Linked DNA regions of Gasterosteus aculeatus: region 1 is linked to region 2. The links are chromatin contacts, called in public Hi-C maps. All regions are on one chromosome and are shown on one strand. The core of a region is the stretch at or near the end of the contact, and the rest is flanking DNA. Distances in the headings are between cores, read along the strand shown.

Region 1 (5,514 bases), core at 2,828-5,327, 200 kb before region 2:
GCCACGTGGATAACTGGTGTCTCAAACATTTTCTCAAATTTTCTCACAATTTTCTTCTTCTAAATTTCTTTGTTTCTGTCAACCGTGAAGCTTTCAGGTAAGTGAGATGTAACAAAAACCGAGCAACACAATCTCAGGCATTTAAATATATTTATGTGATTATCAGCAATTTGTAACAGTTAACAATTAAATATATATTTTAAATGTAAAATTGCCAGCTTCAGTAGCTTTAATCATCTGGTTAGTGCCAACATTGAACTCTGTGGGAAACAAAACGGGAAAATATAGTAAGGATTTTCCATTTTGAAAGCGCCTTTGTTGAATATGGACGTCGACAGATCGAAGAAATAAGCCTTCACAAAGAGATCCACCATCAAAAAAAAAGAAGTGCACCATTTAAAACGCCAATGCCTCCGCTTTAGATGTACCCTTTGTCCCCGTCCACCATTGTCCACCAACTGTCCCGTAGGAGACACGCACACATCCGCAGCTGATCCACAGCGGGGACGGAGGACACCATGATGGAGAGCGAGAGAGAGCTGTCGGCCATGGCGCAGGAGCTGTGGGACAACGACGTCAACAGGCTCAAACCCGGCACCGACTACAGGATCTCTCTGCAGGTGCGGCACACCTTTACATGCCGTGACATACGGGAGCCCAAGGCCTAGTGGAGAGGACGTGTGACGGGGGGGCCAGGAGGATTCTGTTGTTTGACCTGTTAAACCTTTCTGTACCCTCTCTGTGTGTCTTTTTACTTCCAGGGGGTTTGGTGTAGTAAATGTAGCTCTGACAATGTGTGTAAAGGCCAACAAAACCAAAAAAGATGTGCCGCTAGTATTTGCACCGGTCCAGTTCTAAAGTTTGAGCGGTTGTCGTCCCGCTGCAGGGCAAAGCAGGAGACAGCATGTGCGTGAACGACGACAACGACGGAGCCGGGTCTCCTCTGTTTACGTTTGTCGACGAGAACACGTTCAAAAAGGAGACTTTTTTAGGTAAGTGCACCAAAAAAGTGCATTTTCTTTCCCCGTGGCCGTCAAAAGTGTTTGACTTGTTGTGTTTAAAATGAAGAAACGCCGGACGGACAAAGGACATCGCAGATCTAAAGGTTAAAATCAAATGTATTTAATAAAAGAGATGGTGTTGTGGTCTTTGCAACCAAACAGGCCACAGGGCCCATTGACCATCCCTAGTGCCCGTCTGCTGCCTCCACCAGCGAACTCAGAACAATGGTTCCTACAGGTGTTTATACCAATGCGTAAAGGTGTGAAAGTTTGTGTCCACACCTCTGGGAGTGGTCTTCTGGTGAGTTCGATGTAACTCGGATTTCGAATGATCCTTAGTCAATATCAGTTGTTGTTCAAGTATTACATGCATGCATTCCAGTTAATTACATTACATCAAATACAATCATAACTGTACATTTGGTATTATTCTATTTTTATTCTATCTAGTTTCAGAATTACAGTGGTTTTACAATATTGTCATTACTTTATTGATTACACAGTTTCAGAATTATGGCTGTATTCTGGTGTACACTATATGCATTTTATTAATTTTATGAACAGGGTCGTTTATTTCTAATACTCTTCACACATTCCACTGCACTGTTTGTCGCCTCCCTTCAGACTAAAGCCTCTCCGTCTGCTCGTAATCTCCTCATGACGGACTGTGGCGCATTGCGTAACCACGCAGCATGCAGAGTTCACCGCCGCCGAGCGGATGCTCCTCAATGGCCACTGTACACTGCTTGAGCTGGGAGTTTGTTTTTCAGGGCAAATGTATTGAAGTAGATCAGTTTGGAGACTTTAAATTTTTTTTTTTACACTGTACTAAGATAATGGTTTTGGTATTCGGTATTCTATCCACGTCCCATTCTGAGGCCAAATGCCTTTTTGAAGCGCAAGTTTGTTTGTTTTTTCCTGCAGCTTTCATCTCCCTGCTGGATAACTATGTGAGTGACACCGGCGAGCCAGAAATTGTGACCCCGGAGGAGGTGGCAGAGAACCACAAATTCCTGGACTCCATCATTCAGACTCCCACCATGAAGGTACCCGAGGGGTTCTTCTGAGAAACTCTCCCCTCTCGCTGTGCCTTTTTAAAGGGCCATTTCTACTAACACATTGAAGAGAACTCAATAGAGTTTCACTCTTTCAAATATTTATTTAATCAAAACTGACTTTCACAATGATGGGATTATCTACAGTGTATTACTTTAATGGAAGTATGATGTTGTAGCTCAAAGCTAATGCTAGCACGCGGATGTTGAGCATGTTTGATGGGAACTGAGGTATTATTAGTTTTGCAGCTCGTATATTTCTTTCATCTAGTAATCGCAGTAAAAGACGACAAGTCAACAGGATCATGAAAGTCATTGTCTGGGAACCACGAACGACGACGCTTCATTGTGAATTCCTGCTTGTTTGCAGATAGCTCATAAATACCTGGTGGAGAAGAACCTTTCTCCAAAGGATGATACACAGTTCAAGCAGCAGCTATACAGGATCTGGTTTGAACTTTATGCGAGGAGGGGATCCAGCAAGTAGGTGGAATCTGGCTCGGCACCTAAATATAACTTCACCAGTGGAATCTGAAACCACATCCAGGCAGCGTCGCTGTGAGCTATTGAAAAAGCATCAGGATGGAAACAGCCACTAAGGCGTGAATTATGACCAAATGGCACACAAGCTAATTAAATTTAGTCTGTTTAATCGATGGCACGCTGCTAAGTACAGAGTCATAAGGCTCCGTTTTTAAATGAACCCACAGGGAGCATTTAAAAATGAGCCGTCAGACAAAAAAAAAGGGACAATAGTGTGTTGCGGCCTGCACACAAGCATTCAGATAATGACGTCCGTCCCGTCTCCCGCCAGGCCGGACTCCTCTGGATTTGAACACGTGTTCGTCGGGGAGACGAGAGGAGGGAGGACTGTCATCGGCTTTCACAACTGGATCCAGCTGTACCTGCAGGAGAAGCTGGGACACATCGACTACAAAGGCTACAGCGTCAGCGCCAATTCCCCCCAGGTACGGTGTGTCATCACTACATGCAATGGGCAATGAATATATCTATTCAGCACTACTGTATCTGGATTGTTCTTCTGACAAATCTTTATTCTCTCCCCCGGTTGCCGTTGCTCACTTTGTCTTTCTTGACCGGTGATGAGAAAACTCACATCCTGCTATGACCACGTTCTTCCTCTCTCATTCTATTGAGCCTTTGGGCGGATTTTCAGATCATATTTGCGTATTTCTTCGCCAAACTCGTCCCCAGTTTGCAATTATTATGCAACACAGTGCATTCCAAAGTATATTTGCAATGTGCACTGAACCCATGGGACACCGTCGTCTTCAATGTTCCTCTTTCATGCCCTGCCATTTATTTCTCTCACTGCAGCCCGACGAGAACAAACACATCCTGGCCCTCCAGTTCAGCTGGAAGGACGGTATAAAGCCCAAGGGCAGCATCTTCATCGGCGTCAGTCCCGAGTTTGAGTTCGCCCTCTACACGCTCTGCTTCCTCACCTCGCCCAACGAGCGGGTCAAGGTCCAGTTCAGTTCCTACGACGTGGAGATCGTTTGCCACCACTACAACCAAAAGCACATAGGCACCACTTACCCTGTGCTCCTTAAGTACCGGAAACCCACCTAGAAACTTGGCTAGATATAGGATATCACTTCTCCAACACTTTATTTTAGATGATGATACATTAAAAAACCTATAAAAGACCAAACTGCATTCGTTTTTTTATTTGTACAGTGATGCCTATTTTGACAGTTTCTTTACTCAGTATGTGATTTTGTTTCTGCCATTTACATTTTTGTCAGTAACTTTTTAATTATATATATATTGGTTTCACCTCGCTCCAAACGGGGGCGGTAGAGGGTTTGTTGTGGCCAATGACGTCAATCCATTGGAAAGCAAGACCTGTATCAAGCTGGAAAGAATGAAGAAATGGCACGGTTGTAATTTCAAAATAAAACAATCAGACATTTCCAATGTCAAGATTTATTTTAAACATGTCTTCATGTTACAGATTAAATAAATAAATGATGAACTGAACTGATGTAGGCGACATAGCACTTCACAAAACACCGCCTTCATTTACTGTTGAAAGCGTTCCCCCTGGGCTTAATTTGAAAGGACGTCAAAGCTAACCGGAAGCTTTGTGTTTAACGCTAACAATACATTAGCTTGACATTGGTGTGACCACCGAGCAGTCGAGGGGAAAAAAGGTTTTCATCGTCATGAAGATTTAACTGTTATATAATTTTGTTTTCGTGTTGAGGTTCCAGTGTCTTGTTCCTATCTCTGTTGTTGATTCCCGGCAGTTTTAAAATCGGAATGGGCGAACCGAGCGGCAGATATCAGCAGGTATGGAAACACTCGACGTTATCGGTCTCTTGACAGCGTAATTAGCGTTAGCTAACGTTACATGTTTTGACATCACGTATCCACGTCGGCTTCGTGCTGTTAATTAAAAACGACGACGCCTATCCAGGTGTGTCGATCTCGTGGTGGCTTTCGTCAATTGAATTTGTTCGGGATTAATCTCGTTTATTCTCAATCGGGTGAAGGTGGCTGTTGACGTAAAGCCGATGGTTAACTACGTTTGCCCGTGTTAGCGGTTCAGCTAAAGCTAAAGCTAACGCTGCGCGAGCTCCATCCATCGAACCTGAGAGCGTGGCTCTTTAAAAAAAAAAACCTAAACTTGTCATTGTAACTTCAATGGACCCTTCTCATCCTCACTTAAAGAACCCGCTGATTCCGATAACCTGCCTAGCAATGTTTAATATTCAGTTTATTAAATAAGTACAGTTTTTTTCAGAGTGAGCACATATTTGTTTTTATTTGAGTGTATTGTCAGTGGTTATCTGTCCCTCATCATTCCTTTATTTACTGAATGGGTGTTCCCATCATCTCTTCGCATGTCCAGGGCATCTTACTGACTAAAAGGGGTTATAATATGTCACGGGAAATAGTCATTTGGAACTGCATCAGTCAGCAACTGCTCGTGTCTTGTCTGGATTACATTTCCAAACTAGGAAATAAAGTTAAATAAATAAATAAATAAAGCGCCACCCACATCGAAGGGAAAACCAGAGCGTTAACCTGTAATGTATACCTCTGCTAATCAAGGCTGCCACTAAGGTTTCTTTAGGTAATTAGTGGATTTCTTTTGTTGAGACCAGTGTTGCTAAGTTACCGCTCGGTATTCAGCACTATGTCACTGGTCTTTCCTGGCTGATGATCAAATGCGTTGGCTTTTCGATTCCAGCTCAACCAAGAGGAAGGAGAGGCGTCGTCCGGTGCTGCTTTTACATTTTCACGTTTATTACTCATCGTCTCTTTTTTTCGATGTTATCTGCGCTCCAACAACTCCCTTCCGCTACCCCGTCAGCTCTTTTACGTTTCAATAATAGTGAAGGACTACTTGGGCAGTGAGAAGCTTCTTTAGCTCAAAGCAGCTACTGCTGACACACACGTTTAATGTACCAGGATGTGGTTGTCTTCCC
Region 2 (5,254 bases), core at 2,426-4,925:
GTATAATTCCCACCATGCCCCTAAAGAGGAAGAGAAGGAAGCAGGAGGTCACCTTTCACTCTTTTAGCATGTTAGACACAGTTAGCAGGAAGGCTGACTTTAAATCAGTTTTATTCAAAGTAAAACTCGTTACGAAAGTCCTCTCGAACACACATTGAAAGTTGATTCCATGAGCTTATCAAATCACACTGAAACTGAATCTACTAAGCAACCGCTGAGCATTTTAAAGATTATACATCAAAACTCAAACTGGGAAGTATAAAATACTGGACGGTGTCTAGAAGTAGACAAAAGCTGCGTCTTTTTCTTTTAATATCCATCCACGGTTTTCCTGTGTACTTACTGTAAAGATAAGATGACTCCAAAGCTGGAGAGGAGGATCATGGGGAGGAGGCAGTATCCCAGCACGCTGGCCACACAGCCGAAGGACACACCCGTCATGCTCATCAGGTTAAGCAGGCAGTATATAGCAAGGCAGCCGATGGCACTGATCCCGTACACGTAGCCAAACTGGATCTTACCCGACTGTTAACAGAGAGGGGCGGGGGCAATATATAAATCCACACAGGCAGATATAGATAGCACAAGATGGCCATGGTACGGTAATTATTTACAGTAGTGATGTTTTACTAATGTAGGTGCTCTGATCTATTTCCCCCCCCACGGTTAACCAAATGATTTACCAGGAGAAGCGTTGCCCCAAAGGCCAAACAGAAGACCATGGGACCAGCAAGATCGGTCTCGTTCATGATGCTGCCGTCTGCCGCCTTCATTGGGTGGAGCACCGTCAGAGTCTTCTGCCAGATGTGGTCAAAGTTGATTCCTAATTCTAAAAACAGAAAAACCCACGTTGTTACACAAACAAATGAGAGTTGGACGGGATATTCAAAACAGATATTGCTGGATTATGTAGAAAATGTTATAACGGTGTAGCGTTTATGCAACTGATTTGGCATGTAAGCACTAGGCTTGTACAGTTAAAAATGTGGACTGCCCCTCTTCTACAAAGGCTCACAGGTTTCAGTCAGCTCGTTGCACGAGGATGTAGACGGATATCTGATGTGACAAAGTGGACCGTCTTCTAAGAATAGCCTTGATGCAAGTCTTCCCCTTTCCAGGTCAAACTCATTTTAGTCGAAAGAGCTTTATTTTCCTCTGATCACCGCCACAGCTCGGCTGCAAACTCAGACATAGCTGGGCGGTGCCGCACATGTATACAAGCCCCAGGGACGGACACAATGAGAGCAATGGAGATGGAAGTCTAGGTCAGCGTGTTCTCATCTTTCTGAAACAAAGACATAATCTGGGAGCGAGAAACAGGAAGTGTTGAAGTATTGTACATGGAAGTCTGAATCAACGGATCGGAGTTGCCCGGCATCAGCATGTAGGCCAATGAAAAGTTTCTCCCGTTTAGAACTAGACGGAAAATACTGTCAATTTTGCAGTCTCATAGACGGGTATTCATTTGTATTCTGTCGAAACTCTCTCGCAGATATGAGATCCTCTTTCTCAGCAAGTGGCTGCAACTGTCGAGTGAAACTTTAATTTCACACCTTAAGAAAGGATCTAGATCCTTTGGGACCATGGGCGAGACGTGATCCTGCAGAACAGTAGGACTTTTTGCTCCAAATGACTCCAAGAGTCTAACAGCTGAAATCCACTTGCAGTTTGAGAAGCTGTGATGATGTCCAACTTAAATGTTGTATCATATATGACATCAGCAATTGAAAACAGCCTGAAAGGATAATAACTCACAAATAATATTAGCACAGTTAGCGACATAAACATTGCTAAATATGCCTAATTGTTGATATTAAACATTCCCACTGTCAAATGTGTGCACTGCTGAAACCAAAGTGTCAAATAGAAGTTGTAGATTACAGGTTGTGTGCCTACCTTCTAGCAGCGGCGGCTCGTCATCAAAGCTGCTACTATACAAAGATTGTGACGGGGACGGGGTGTAGGTGTGTGTCGGCTGGAAGATTTGTCCTGTGTACGGCTGCTGGGGCTGCATTATCCCTGGGGGAGAGTAGCCCATGGGCTGGGAATAGTCATACTGACCATCATATTGCCTGAAAAAAAATTATGACATTAATAATAATAATAATGCTCAATAGTTCTCTTTGACCGAAAAGATTTTAAACAGCTTTTAACAATGCTTATTTCCACTTTCCATGGGTGTCATTTCAAATATGCCGCATTAGCATTTATTTATATCAGTAAAACAAAACTTGTCCTTCACGTCAATCACAATACGCTTAAAAGATAATAAGGTATTCAGTCAGGCTACTAATTGTCACGTACGCAATTTTTTAGCAGTCAGAATGTGGAACAAAAGTTAAAGAGGGCTTTCTTACTTGTATTGGTTCTCAGCGTTGCTGTAGCCTTGGTTTTGGTCATCTACACTGTAGCTGGACTGGTAAAAGTCTGTGTTCAAATTGTCAAACCCCGACATCTCTCACTCTGTTGGACACACGGAAACAGAACCACAACATATCAGCTAGGATGAGTATTTTCATCTACAGAGAGTCTCCAAACTAATCAAAAGTATTGGTATGTTGAAGATGGAGGCACTGTATCAAAAAGTAAAGAGAAGTCAAATGTAAATTATTAGTATTACGTTTTGGTACACATCTATCATCAAAACAACAATGACTTTGGGACAAGTTCACCAGCCTATTGGTCACATCATTAATGAATTAATACATGTCCAAGCACGAGGGAGTACAGTTCAACATCTTTTTATTGCATTATCCAAAAATAGCCCCTGGGCGACTGCTGCATTCTACTTTTTAAGACACTACTTTCGGTAAAACTAAGACAGGGAGATTAATACGGAGTCAAACATTTCTACATCCATAACTTAATTTTAATTACGCTAAATTTATGTAATAACATTAGCGTTACATAAGTTTTTCTGAAAACATTCCGTTCGTTATAACGTTAGTTAACGTTACATTATTGTCTCACACTGGAATAGCGTACGGTGGCGTTAAGTGATGAATAAAACCGTAAAAGGCTAATTTCTTCCAAACAATAACTTAAAGGCTTAGGGGGCATTGCTAACAGGACTGTTAATAGTTAGAACATTACCGTTATCTTCATATGAATTGGACTAGCGTTAATATAACTATGAGCTACGTTAGCATCCAATGCTAACAGGACAGTAGCCATCCACAAAACAAAGACACAAATAACGTCAAGTTAGACATCGTTAGTTTATTGTGAGTCGACCTTTAGAATCAACTGTATTGGCTATGAGAAGGCTGGACAATTACAACTCATTTAAAGGAGAACTCGACAAAATATGCTGCTAATATAAAAACAAGCTAGCGGGCAGGCTCCGGGTGGCTAACGCAACGTTACCTGCTGCCAGTTGGTTGAATAATGCTAACGTTAGCTATAACCGCAGTGGAGACCAGGCATGCATAAACGCGCATTCCGTCACCAGTCGCGTTAATATCCCAATCAACTTTTCTTTCACAGTTTCTATAGCGAATGCTAATGCTTACCCGCCGTACCAGAGCACTGCCAACTTTGGCTGTGGTTGCTACGTGTCAGGATAACGGTGAATCTTCCGGTTTGCTACGTAGCCGACGGGAAGCCGTTAGGGACATTTGCAAATTGCTCTTTGCCTGAAAATATGGCGCTGTCCTAAAGGCGACTGCTGGTATTACATTGCATTACAAGTAAAACACATTATGTATTAAAATATATTTACAAGCTGCGCCAAAGGAAAGACAATGCATGAAGAATACACATCATCATATATTATAAACAATTCTCTATTTTCTTGTCTGATTTGCAAATTCAGTTTTCATACAAAAATAGGAAACATTATGGACGCAAGACTGTGAATTCCTAAGGTGAAAGGGATGTTGTTAAACACCTCAAATGTAAATGTATTATTTTTTACACCACAGCTAGGTAGGAAACCCTACTGTGTCCAAACGTATAGTCTGATAAAACCAGGGTGACCCTGGTTTTTATGCAAATAGAAACAGAGGGTAGAAGTTGATTTTAACGGAGCAAACGCTGGAACCCTGGCAAGAACAAAGGTAGTCTCTTTCATCTGGATGCAGAGGAGCAGATCAATCACTGCCAGTGCAGAACAACTTCACCGCTACGATGTATGCAGGTAAATCCATCCTCTTTGATGATGACTGATGACATAAAATAATAAGTTGAGGACCCCAGTTCAGAGGAAATAGCGACGGTAGTCTCAGGTAGTTTGACCTTTAATGACAAGAATGATAGTAAGAAATCCCTGTTCCCTTCTCAGGATCTATTATAAAGTCCATATTAACTCAATTGGCGACAGCTCGACATCCTTCCTGGAGTTGGAGAATTCTTTACAAAACGAGAAATGGGAAAAATATTGCAAAAATTGAAAAAGGCATGGAGGAAAATCTTATTGACAGGAGACATTTTGAGCTTCTTCTCTTATTGAGTTATTAGTCCCACCCACACAACGCATAAAGAAGCCTTTGGTCAGTGCTGCACAAAGCAGTTGCCTCAGCAAGGCTACAAGATTTTCGAGGACATTTTCTTACCAGAACACTTTGTGCCCATCTGTCCGATTTTGCTCAAAGAGAGTTCGTATTAGAGGCAGTTTAAAGCTGAAAAGCATGCAAAGGCAACACATATTATAAACAAATTATTAATTGGGTGGATGAGAAATGACAAACAAACAATCCCTATAAATTAACAAGCCTTTCAACTATTCAGGCCTGACATGGATCGCTCCTCTGCCTCAAGAGGACCAAAATCAATTTGATGCACCAAATATGTCATTTCTACAGAAACACCCATGATTAATCATGTGCAGAAATTAGCCTCCTCACCCTATTGCTTCTCATCTTTCTTTAGACTTTTAATCATTTCTGAACTTAAAGAACATCTATTTCTATATAATTCATTTAATGAATGAAAAGTTCCAGAGGGTAATTGAATTTGGGGCATAGATTGCCGTATTCTGTCATAATTGGCTTTTTTAATAAAATCCCTGCCATAATCCCGCTGTAAATACCTCTGTGGATTAGAACTACTAGTTTCCCTACTCTTACGCAACCCCTCGTCGCCAACCACCTACTGTGGCCTAAATTTAGATTGAGTATTATTGTTCTCCTTCTGCATTAAGCAAACTGAAAATGTGAACCCAAACACACACACACACACACACACACACACACACACACACACACACACACACACACACACACACACACACACACACACACACACACCTCTATTT

What was found. Hi-C and Micro-C count contacts between places; a contact is called where the count stands out from the background.
Region 1: a Hi-C map of skeletal muscle shows a contact between it and region 2, with 2.7 times the contacts expected there. The contact joins the promoter of ndfip1l here to the promoter of yipf5 in region 2. A contact is called at or near these places in 2 of 6 Hi-C or Micro-C datasets (both in skeletal muscle).

What each region holds. Positions count from the first base shown.
Region 1 is chr7:27,119,207-27,124,720 of fGasAcu3.hap1.1, reverse strand. It overlaps ndfip1l (Nedd4 family interacting protein 1, like), which reads left to right and starts at 4,077. Exons shown (of 7, transcript XM_040181759.2): 1 at 4,077-4,372. The coding sequence starts at 4,343. It overlaps endou2 (endonuclease, polyU-specific 2), which reads left to right. Exons shown (of 7, transcript XM_040181757.2): 2 at 470-620; 3 at 887-992; 4 at 1,926-2,047; 5 at 2,427-2,539; 6 at 2,871-3,024; 7 at 3,395-3,728. The coding sequence starts at 519. The coding sequence ends at 3,649.
Region 2 is chr7:26,924,012-26,929,265 of fGasAcu3.hap1.1, reverse strand. yipf5 (Yip1 domain family, member 5) reads right to left here and starts at 3,675. Exons shown (of 6, transcript XM_040182443.2): 1 at 3,522-3,675; 2 at 2,358-2,463; 3 at 1,897-2,072; 4 at 684-829; 5 at 344-525; 6 at 1-20. The coding sequence starts at 2,455.